Regions from separate parts of the Zea mays genome. Here regions 2 and 3 are each linked to region 1. A link is a contact called in public Hi-C data. All regions are on one chromosome and are shown on one strand. The core of a region is the stretch at or near the end of the contact, and the rest is flanking DNA. Distances in the headings are between cores, read along the strand shown. Region 1 holds the start of LOC100193950 (Guanylate-binding family protein). Region 2 holds the start of LOC100276178. Region 3 has its middle 100 kb from the start of LOC100276178.

Region 1 (2,798 bases), core at 137-2,636:
AGCAAAAGACTATATTCAGTTCCATCAAAGGCAGTTCTCTTTATTGGGGCACTCCACATCCAAAGGCCCTTGGTGCAGGGACGATGAGTACTTGCCACTTGAAACCCGCTACTTCTACCTAGAAGCTATCACAAGCCTAGAAATAAGCCAAATTCCTCTTTCACAGGGCTTTTCTGCTTTTCGAAAAATTGACAAATCCTAATGGTGGGATAATTTTATTTTATTAAACATTATCCAGATGATAAGTACATAAAAAAGCAAGTTTAAAACATCAAACTATTGTTGTTTCGTAACAGATTATTCTGCCAAAAACCCAGATGATACAGCTCAGCTATCCATTTTGCAACCATGTACATCTATATAAAATCATGCCACCGTATATAAAAGAGCATCCTTTAACTAGAACTTATCAACTTAAATAAAAATTGAACAGAGTCATCATGTTATTATTTCTCCCATTTCTGTCAAAGTCCCTATCCTTACAGCTCCATATCTGGACATGAACAAATGGTCCATGTTCATTTGAGCAGACAATGTGGCAAGTTTCATACCAAATATCAATGGGAGAAATTATTTATCACAGAAATATAGTGATAAGCATTGGTTTTCTTTCAATAGCAATCCTAGAAAGTGAACTAGTAATCATCTTGGGAGGTTTTTTAATCAAAACCGTAGGGTTGTCTACAACCATCATCAGTTGTGAGTCCAGGACTTTGACCAAAACTGATTAATTAAAAAGGACGTTCAAAAATAAGACCAGGACAGCATATAAAGCAGGGCAGAAATGCTATGAGCAATTTTTTGGTTTCCACTAACCATCACTTTACAGTTTTTTTCTGATGGTCTGTAATTTGCAAAACCCACAAAATTTCATGTTTCCTTCGTGCTTTCGACAGCGGAGAGAGAGGGAAGGCCAACCTGGTTAAGGATGAAGCTCTTCCCCTGGCGCGCGCGGCCGCAGACAGAGACGACCCCGACAGGTCCCTTGACGAGCTGCAGCGCGGCCACGGCCTCTGGGTCCATCCGAAACCGACCGCGCTCGTCACAGTATACCAGCCGCAGCGGCCGGCCGCCCCCTCCCTCGCCGCCCGCCTCCGCCGCGAACGGCGAGCGCGGCGACGATGCCGACGCCGGAGTCCACGGCGAGCGCGGGGTTCCCGTGGCCCCTGCCACAGCAGAGGACGGGGACGCGTCGCCCCCGCGGCCACGGTCCTTGGACGCGGAGCCGCGGAGGCCTAGCATCTGCATCATCGCGGCCTCACTAGGGGGGGGGGGGGGGGGTCTGCTTCGTCTAGGGTTTGGGATTTTTGACGGAGGGGGAGTGGTGCTGGCGCAGTCGCGCTTCGTGAAGCAGAGGATTCGCGTTCCTTCGTTTCCGCCGTTGCGCGTCCCCTTTACTACGGGTGTCTTTTGCGGGCCGTTGATGGTCGCCTTTCCCTGTGCGCTTTGCCGCCTGTGTGGGCCAACTTTTGCGGGCTCGGGAGTCGGGCGTTGGCCGGTGGGTGGCTGTCTGTTTCCGGTCTCGGATACCTGGCGCTGCCGGTATATAGACAGTGTGCAATGAAACATCTGTATTATAAATTATACTAGTCGGTTGCCCGTACGTTGAGACGGATTACAACAATACCTACATAAACTATTCATAAAAAAACAAGATTTTTTATTGATTATCTCTGCTCTTCGTATAATATTTTTTATTTGGCTAATTGATGTTATTGTTTATTCCATGTAATATGTCTTAGTACAACACGACCAATAAAGTGAGCGATTAGAAGAGAGTTCACAATGACTGACTGAACGAACAGAGATTATAAAATGACATAATTTCACCATACAGAGACCAAATAAGAGAAAGTTTGTGAGCTCAAGTTTCTAAAATAAATCACGTGAACTTAAACTTATAAAAAAAGATAGATCAAAATATAGAGTGCTTGCTAAAGTCAGACATCAATAAAACAGGATGCGCTCCATATAAATTATGCTACTTTGTAACAATTACTAACGTTTAAAACCAACAAATAACATTTTATTTTACTGTTAGTGTGACAAATCATTGTTGCTTCATCCAATTCAGCAACCTCAAACACCATAGAGTCTATTGCGTCAATGTGGTCTCAGAAACGACCTAATGCTTGCAAGAGCTAAGAACGTCATGTCGTGCTTTGGTTGTAGCCTCTACCCGTAGTGCTAGCCCACCCGATACGGTTATATATTTTTATTTTACAAAAAAAACGTATATACATATATAAAATTTATATTCAATATTAAAAACATCTGAGCATGATGTTCTACTGGTTAGACAGCTTCACACAGTGTCTCATGTCCTTCTTCTATCAGAGCATGGGTTCAAACTCCACATCCTACACCGTTTTTTAACATTTTACGCCTATTTAATCAAATAGGTCGACGGGCTAACGGGCTGGCCCGACATAGTCAGCAGGCCGACATAACGTGCCTGGGCCAGAGTTGTGGCCCGCGGGCGTCTGGCCCGTGCCGGGCCGCCGTTTGACCATCTATAGGTGTGCAACAGATTAATTTGAAATAACTGTGAGGTGTTATTTGTAAAAGGATGACGCGGGACGACCGTTGAAACTGATGCTTTAAGTATAGTATAGATATAGACTAGGTATGTGCCCGTGCGTTGCGACGACAAATAAATTATTCGATAAATGTTAGTGTACAACGATTACATTGATGTTTGTGCGTTGCTATGGTTTCTATATATCACATAGGTAGATCGATAGTTGTTTAAACACTTATCTTTGGCTTTGCTTAGTGAGTCCCACATTATCAATGGT
Region 2 (2,798 bases), core at 130-2,629, 630 kb after region 1:
TTAAGCAAACGGAAATACATGAGTCTGTATATTAAATGGTATTAACATATTTCGAGGATATTAAGATTTAATAAGATAAAATAAGAATCATTAAAGTATATTTATCCAAACATAGGTCATGTTTGTTTCCTTCCAAGATTATATAATCTAGCTTATAGATTATATAAGCACCTAATGACTTGCTTATGGACTACCATAATCTAGGTATCTAGATTATATAATCCACCTAATAATTTGTGTTGTTTGTTTGTCTGTTAACATATGTAAGCTGGATTATATAATCTAGAAAGTAAACAAACAGGGCCTAAATATCTCAATAACACATGTTTATCCACTTTTGTCTCATGTGTTATATTTCTTCTCAATCAGGCTCAATATATGCATCAATCGTCCTCAGCCTGTTCTGTCATCTGTGGCACTATATGAGCCAGGCCAAGTCTCACAGGCAACCAATCATGCCCATCATAGCTCACGAAATGCTAGTTGAATTGTCTTTTCACTCAAGAGTAGCAAGTACGACCGTCCTACTTAATTGCCAATTTCTAGAAACAAACAATCGCAAGTACATAGGCCATTTCGTTATCGAAATCCCCGATTATAATGACAATGTCAGTGTTTAGTAAACTAAGAAACGACAAGAACAAGACTGTGAAGAGCTGACCGAGAAGCTGTCGGAGATGGTCTGACGGTTGAGCGCAGCCTCGACTGTGGTGCTGAACTTGTAGAGGATGAGTGCGATGACCCCCGCCGCAATCCCGCCGAGCAGAGCCTGGATGGGCGAAGTTGCCTTCTCGGTCTCGATCGGTGAGGCGCTCATCAATCTCAGCCTCTCCAGGGCCTCCTCGGTGAGATTGTTGGGCTTCTTCAACCCGCTCGACCGCACTCTCTGTCGCAATCAATTAACCACGCCAAGAAACTCATCACACTTCTGTTGAAAAGCATATGCGGTGTGATGTAGATAGAGGATGAAATCGGTGGAGATATATTACGAGCTCCTTGGCGCGGCGGGCGCGGCGGCGGAGGGCGCGGAAGAGGAAGACCGAGATGGCGCCGGTGAGGAGGAGACTGGTGGCAGTCTGGAGCGGGGTGGGATTGTCATCAGTCGAGAAGAGCGTCGGAGCGCGGAGCTCCACGGGTCCCTGACCTTCGGCTTCCACAGCGCCGGCGTCAGGGGGCTCTGACTCCGCCGCGGAGACAGGTAGCGGAGGCCGCACTTCAGCTTCGGCGCGGATGGCGGTGGGGCGGCGGACGCGATGGCAGAGGAGAGAGAAGGATGACGAAAGGGGGAGAGATGGCGATAGGAAGTGGAGGTGGACGCTAGCTGAGCAGTGGAGCGGCACCATGGTGGCAGTGGAGCTGAGTGGTATGGGGTTTGGGATAAGGATAATGGTGTGGAATTTTTCTTTTCAAATAAGATAAAAAAAATCAGTAACCATAATGGATTGATCCAAATATTTCTTCATAATTTCTTAAAGCTTTAAATTAATTTTAATTTAAAAATAAATAAAAATAAAGTTAGATCCTAACTTGATTTGATCCTTAAATTTTATAGTATAAAATTTAGAGTTTATTATCACCTTACACGCGTGTTGGTTCATTTTATTTTTTTCTTCTTCCTTCGTGCAATTGAGCGCCCACCACCAGTCACGCCCCCCTCGCCCCTTCCCCATGTGCGTGTGTTGTGGCCCATGCCCAACCGACTCATGTCCCTTCGTCCATGTCGACGACGTTGGATTGTGTTGTGTACGCACTTCCATGTGCGTGTGGCCACGTCAACACAAGGGTGATCATGTGGGCCACGCCAAGGTTGAGTTGGTCGGCTGCTCCCACCTGGAGGAACGCTCCTCTGACCAAGGGTCTGTTTGGATACACGTGCTAAACTTTAGTATCCTTTCAAGAGCTAAAGTGCTAACGGATACTAAACTTTAACGCTTCACTTTTAACATCTTTTCACACCTTTTAGCACTCATGTTTGGATCTACAAATGTTAAAATTTATAAAAAGTGTAGTGCTAAACTTTAGCACTGTGATCTAATCAGATCCCAAGTTATGTTGCCCTATGTGCAGCACCCCTTCCTCACTCGTGTGGTCGTGCCAGCCTAGGTGTGCTTTTGTGGAGGTCGTGCTAGCCAGTTGTGCCCATTGTCGGCCCTAGTGAGCCCCCATGGCAATTGTGCCCCTAGGTCCCAAGCGCCTTGTGTTGTGGGAAAGAAGAAGCCCAAGGATTTTTCTTCTAGTATGTGGAACCTAGGTGGAAGTGAGATCGTGAAAGTCGCTTAGAGGGGGTAAATAGGCGAAACCTAAATTATATGGCTTAATAACAAAATTTTGATTCCCAATTAGACGTTAGAACAAAAAGTAAATTTAATCAGAGTAAGGAGATAAGTTCTTCTTGCCACGTGTTGCTCTTTATAATTGCGGAAATAACTTGGGAGCAACACAAGTGATTAGAATGAAGATTAAAGCAAGAGAATTTAGAGAGGAAGAGAGAAAACAAATCACAAACAATCAAACACAAAAGACAGGGTGATTTATTTACCGAAGTTCGGTTTTCAAAATGAAACCTACATCTCCGTTGAGGCGTTCCAAGGGACCGAGCTCTTTCAACCCTATCAAGTGATGCCAAGATCAAACTTGAATCCTCTCGCTTTTACCATCACAACCACACTAACAAACTAGTTTAACAAGTCTTTAATTTATAGGTTCATAAGATCAACAATTCAGATTCTAAGTCTAAAATAGCTCAACTCTCGCCAAAAGAGGCTAAAACTTGGAATAGATGAACTAGCACTAGTTCT
Region 3 (2,798 bases), core at 186-2,685, 520 kb after region 1:
GGTGTTCATTCACATGTGATAGTAGGTATGGACAATACACATAAGGACATTATCTCTTCTTATGTTTTACAATTTTGGGTATTAGAATTATCCAACATGTGTGATTAGGCGGAGTCGCACTAGTGCTAAATGAGGTTGGGTCATCGTGAAGTCAACATCTATGGATCCCTTCATTGATGTTTTATCAGACTTCTATCATCTTCCTAAAACTTGGATTCCCTGGCTAACCATGAGTGACCGTGATGTTGTTCGATATCCACACCCGTCTCCTGTGTTATGGACTCCCAATGCCGACTTATCGACAAATCTCATTTTGTGTGTTTTACCCAAGAAGGTGCATCTAATTTTGCTTGTGTAAAGTCAGCTCCCATACCTATTACTCGCCCAACAGGCTCAAGTTGTTTGAGAAAGCAAACTGCATACATGGAACCTTATGTGTTCTTCTGGCAGACAACGTCTCTATTGACATCCCTAATTGGCCTAAAGTGATACACATTATATCCACTAGAGAAACAACATCATGAGATACTCGTCTCCGCTTGGAACTACCTTATGCTATCGCTGATATGGACAGGAGTTACATGCTTATCTACTCCTAAAAGTCTTTCGCTCCAAATCTCGGGACGAGATTCTCTTAAGGGGGAGGGCTGTAACACCCTAGGTGTTACTATACATTTAACAACGAGTATGAATTTAAACATGGGATAATAATCGTCTCTATCTTAATCTGTTTTATCTGTCGTGAGTTCGACATCATTTTTATCTATCCGGGCTTTTCCTAAATTTTCATGATGTTCGGAACATAATTGTTTCGAAAATTGGTGAGTTTGGTGATTATTTAAAATTCATCGATCGCACAAAGACGAATTTGAAAATTCAGTTCAGCCCTCTGAGTTCATCCCAAACAAATTAAATAGAACTCGACGACTAAAATTTTTAATGAAAAATAATTCAGTCTCCACTTGTCAACTGAGAAGTCGCGTCCAAGGAATTATAATTGAGATTCGATTCTCCACGTAAATTACCTATGGCCGTGGAATCGGGTGTTGAAACTGCGGATAAGATTATTGGGTTTCGAATCGAATCAAATTAAGCACAGTCTGCAATATCGAAGCTGATCTTGTTTGGTTCAGTCTATGTGTTTCTCGTCTCGATTTAAATTTTCAAATATAAATAATGAATAAAAATTTGTCTGACTCTGGAATATTCACCAACTCAAATCTTGTCTAAAATATTGTTGTTAGTAAGTTTTGGTCCGATATGTTTAATCCTCACTTAAATCTAATTAAAAATCCGAATATATTTATGATTTGTTTGTCTAAAAAATAAAAGAAAAGGGGGAAAATTTCTCTTCGGATGGCTTCTAGCTTGTTCCCCACCGCGTACGGCCAGAGCCTAGAGCCATTATCCCATCGCGTGCTCCCCTCCTCTGCCTCCATGGCCATCGACCCTCCCCTTCCATTGAGGTCACGCCTCTGCTCATCCTCGCTACTCCCCAGAACCTGCCGATGGCCACCGCTCCAAGTCCTCTGCTCGCCGTCGCCTATGGCTGCCTCCTCTGCCTCCGATCCGTGGCAACATCGTGGGCTCGCCCTAGCCCGGTAGCTGTCGGTTGTCGTCGCCCTACCCCTCTGCACGCCGGCGCCCTCTCCTGGAGCTCACCCCGCCAGCCGCGCCCGGTGCTCCTCCACCAAGCCTCGCCGGGGTGCTCTTCATGGCGCGCCTCTGCTCGCCGTGAAGCTCTATCTGCTCCAGTTCGCGCCCCTGTCTACTTGCCCGAACCTCCGACCTCGCCCATCCATGGAGCTCGCTCTAGACTCCAGCTCGCCTTAGCTCCCTCTGCCAGATCGGCCATGGCGAGTCCCTTCCGTCGTTCCCCTGCGCGTGCGTAGGGCGTGTCTCCCAGCTGTCAGCTCGGCTCCACCAGCACGTACACCGACGACCGCTGCTCTCCAGGCCACCAGATCCTGCGCTCACCTCGGCATTGACCCCGTTGTTGTCTTCCAATTTCAGCAGCTCTGCCTCAGCCCTATGTCGACCTCGCTGACCAACCATGGTTAAAGACACCCCACCATCAATCCATGCCTTCGTGCCGTGGGTGATGCTGTTACTAGGCGTCACTACAGGTTGTGTTCGCGATCCCGTCAGCCTTTGCTCGCTGTCCGCATCTTGTGTTCGTATCAGTGAGATTCTGTTCTAGCTCCGTCGTTTTGTCACCCGACGAGATTTCCGTGTGTTGATTATGTGTATATGTGTATTTGTGCGTGATGAGGAGAATAATCCTAGGATTATGGGGAAAGGAAAGCTCCAGCGCATCAGCCATCAGGTGTTCTGTGATTTGGGTGAATCGACGGTCGTCGTCGTTCTTGCTAATACCAAATCGAACTGTGATGTAGTAAGCTGATTTGATGAGTGAATTGGCTAGATGTATTGGTCTCATTGATTCTCGTCGATGCGCTGTGTGGTGGTGTCCAGTTTCTTTGTGGTATATATATGATGTTCTGTGGCCAGGGTTTGTGGTTTGGTCGTGTTTGCCTGGGGATAGCAGACATGTTGTTTGATGATTAAGTTTTTGTTGTGACGCAAATTATGCATAATGTGTTTGCTAAAACACACTGTCTCATGTAATGTTATGTGGTATGTATACATGTGAAGTAATCGCATCGTTTAGTAGAGTTTAGATTAATATGCAAATTATGTACAGTGTGATTGAAATGGTAAAGATATAGGCGATGTGTGCTTTTGGTTGAATTAATAACACAAAAGATAGATTTAGTATTTCATACAATTATCCGATA

The links. A called contact is a pair of places that touch in the nucleus more often than the background predicts.
Region 2: a contact with region 1 is called in a Hi-C map of ear, with 2.9 times the contacts expected there. The contact joins the promoter of LOC100276178 here to the promoter of LOC100193950 in region 1. A contact is called at or near these places in 6 of 25 Hi-C or Micro-C datasets (ear, endosperm, leaf and 1 more).
Region 3: a Hi-C map of ear shows a contact between it and region 1, with 2.2 times the contacts expected there. The contact joins the enhancer-like site here to the promoter of LOC100193950 in region 1. A contact is called at or near these places in 2 of 25 Hi-C or Micro-C datasets (ear and endosperm).

Annotation. Positions count from the first base shown.
Region 1 is chr5:110,100,985-110,103,782 of Zm-B73-REFERENCE-NAM-5.0, reverse strand. It overlaps LOC100193950 (Guanylate-binding family protein), which reads right to left and starts at 1,386. Exons shown (of 13, transcript NM_001359357.2): 1 at 919-1,386; 2 at 1-125. The coding sequence starts at 1,251.
Region 2 is chr5:109,475,078-109,477,875 of Zm-B73-REFERENCE-NAM-5.0, reverse strand. It overlaps LOC100276178, which reads right to left and starts at 1,379. Exons shown (of 4, transcript NM_001150027.2): 1 at 990-1,379; 2 at 662-886. The coding sequence starts at 1,343.
Region 3 is chr5:109,576,213-109,579,010 of Zm-B73-REFERENCE-NAM-5.0, reverse strand. No RefSeq gene overlaps it. Among protein-coding and RNA genes, the nearest start is that of LOC100276178, 100 kb to the right of the region's middle. Within about 2 kb of position 1,435, at least 11 of the 20 cell types and tissues checked have an H3K27ac peak or open chromatin away from gene starts, as enhancers often do. A contact at or near this core is called in ear and endosperm, where this site is marked.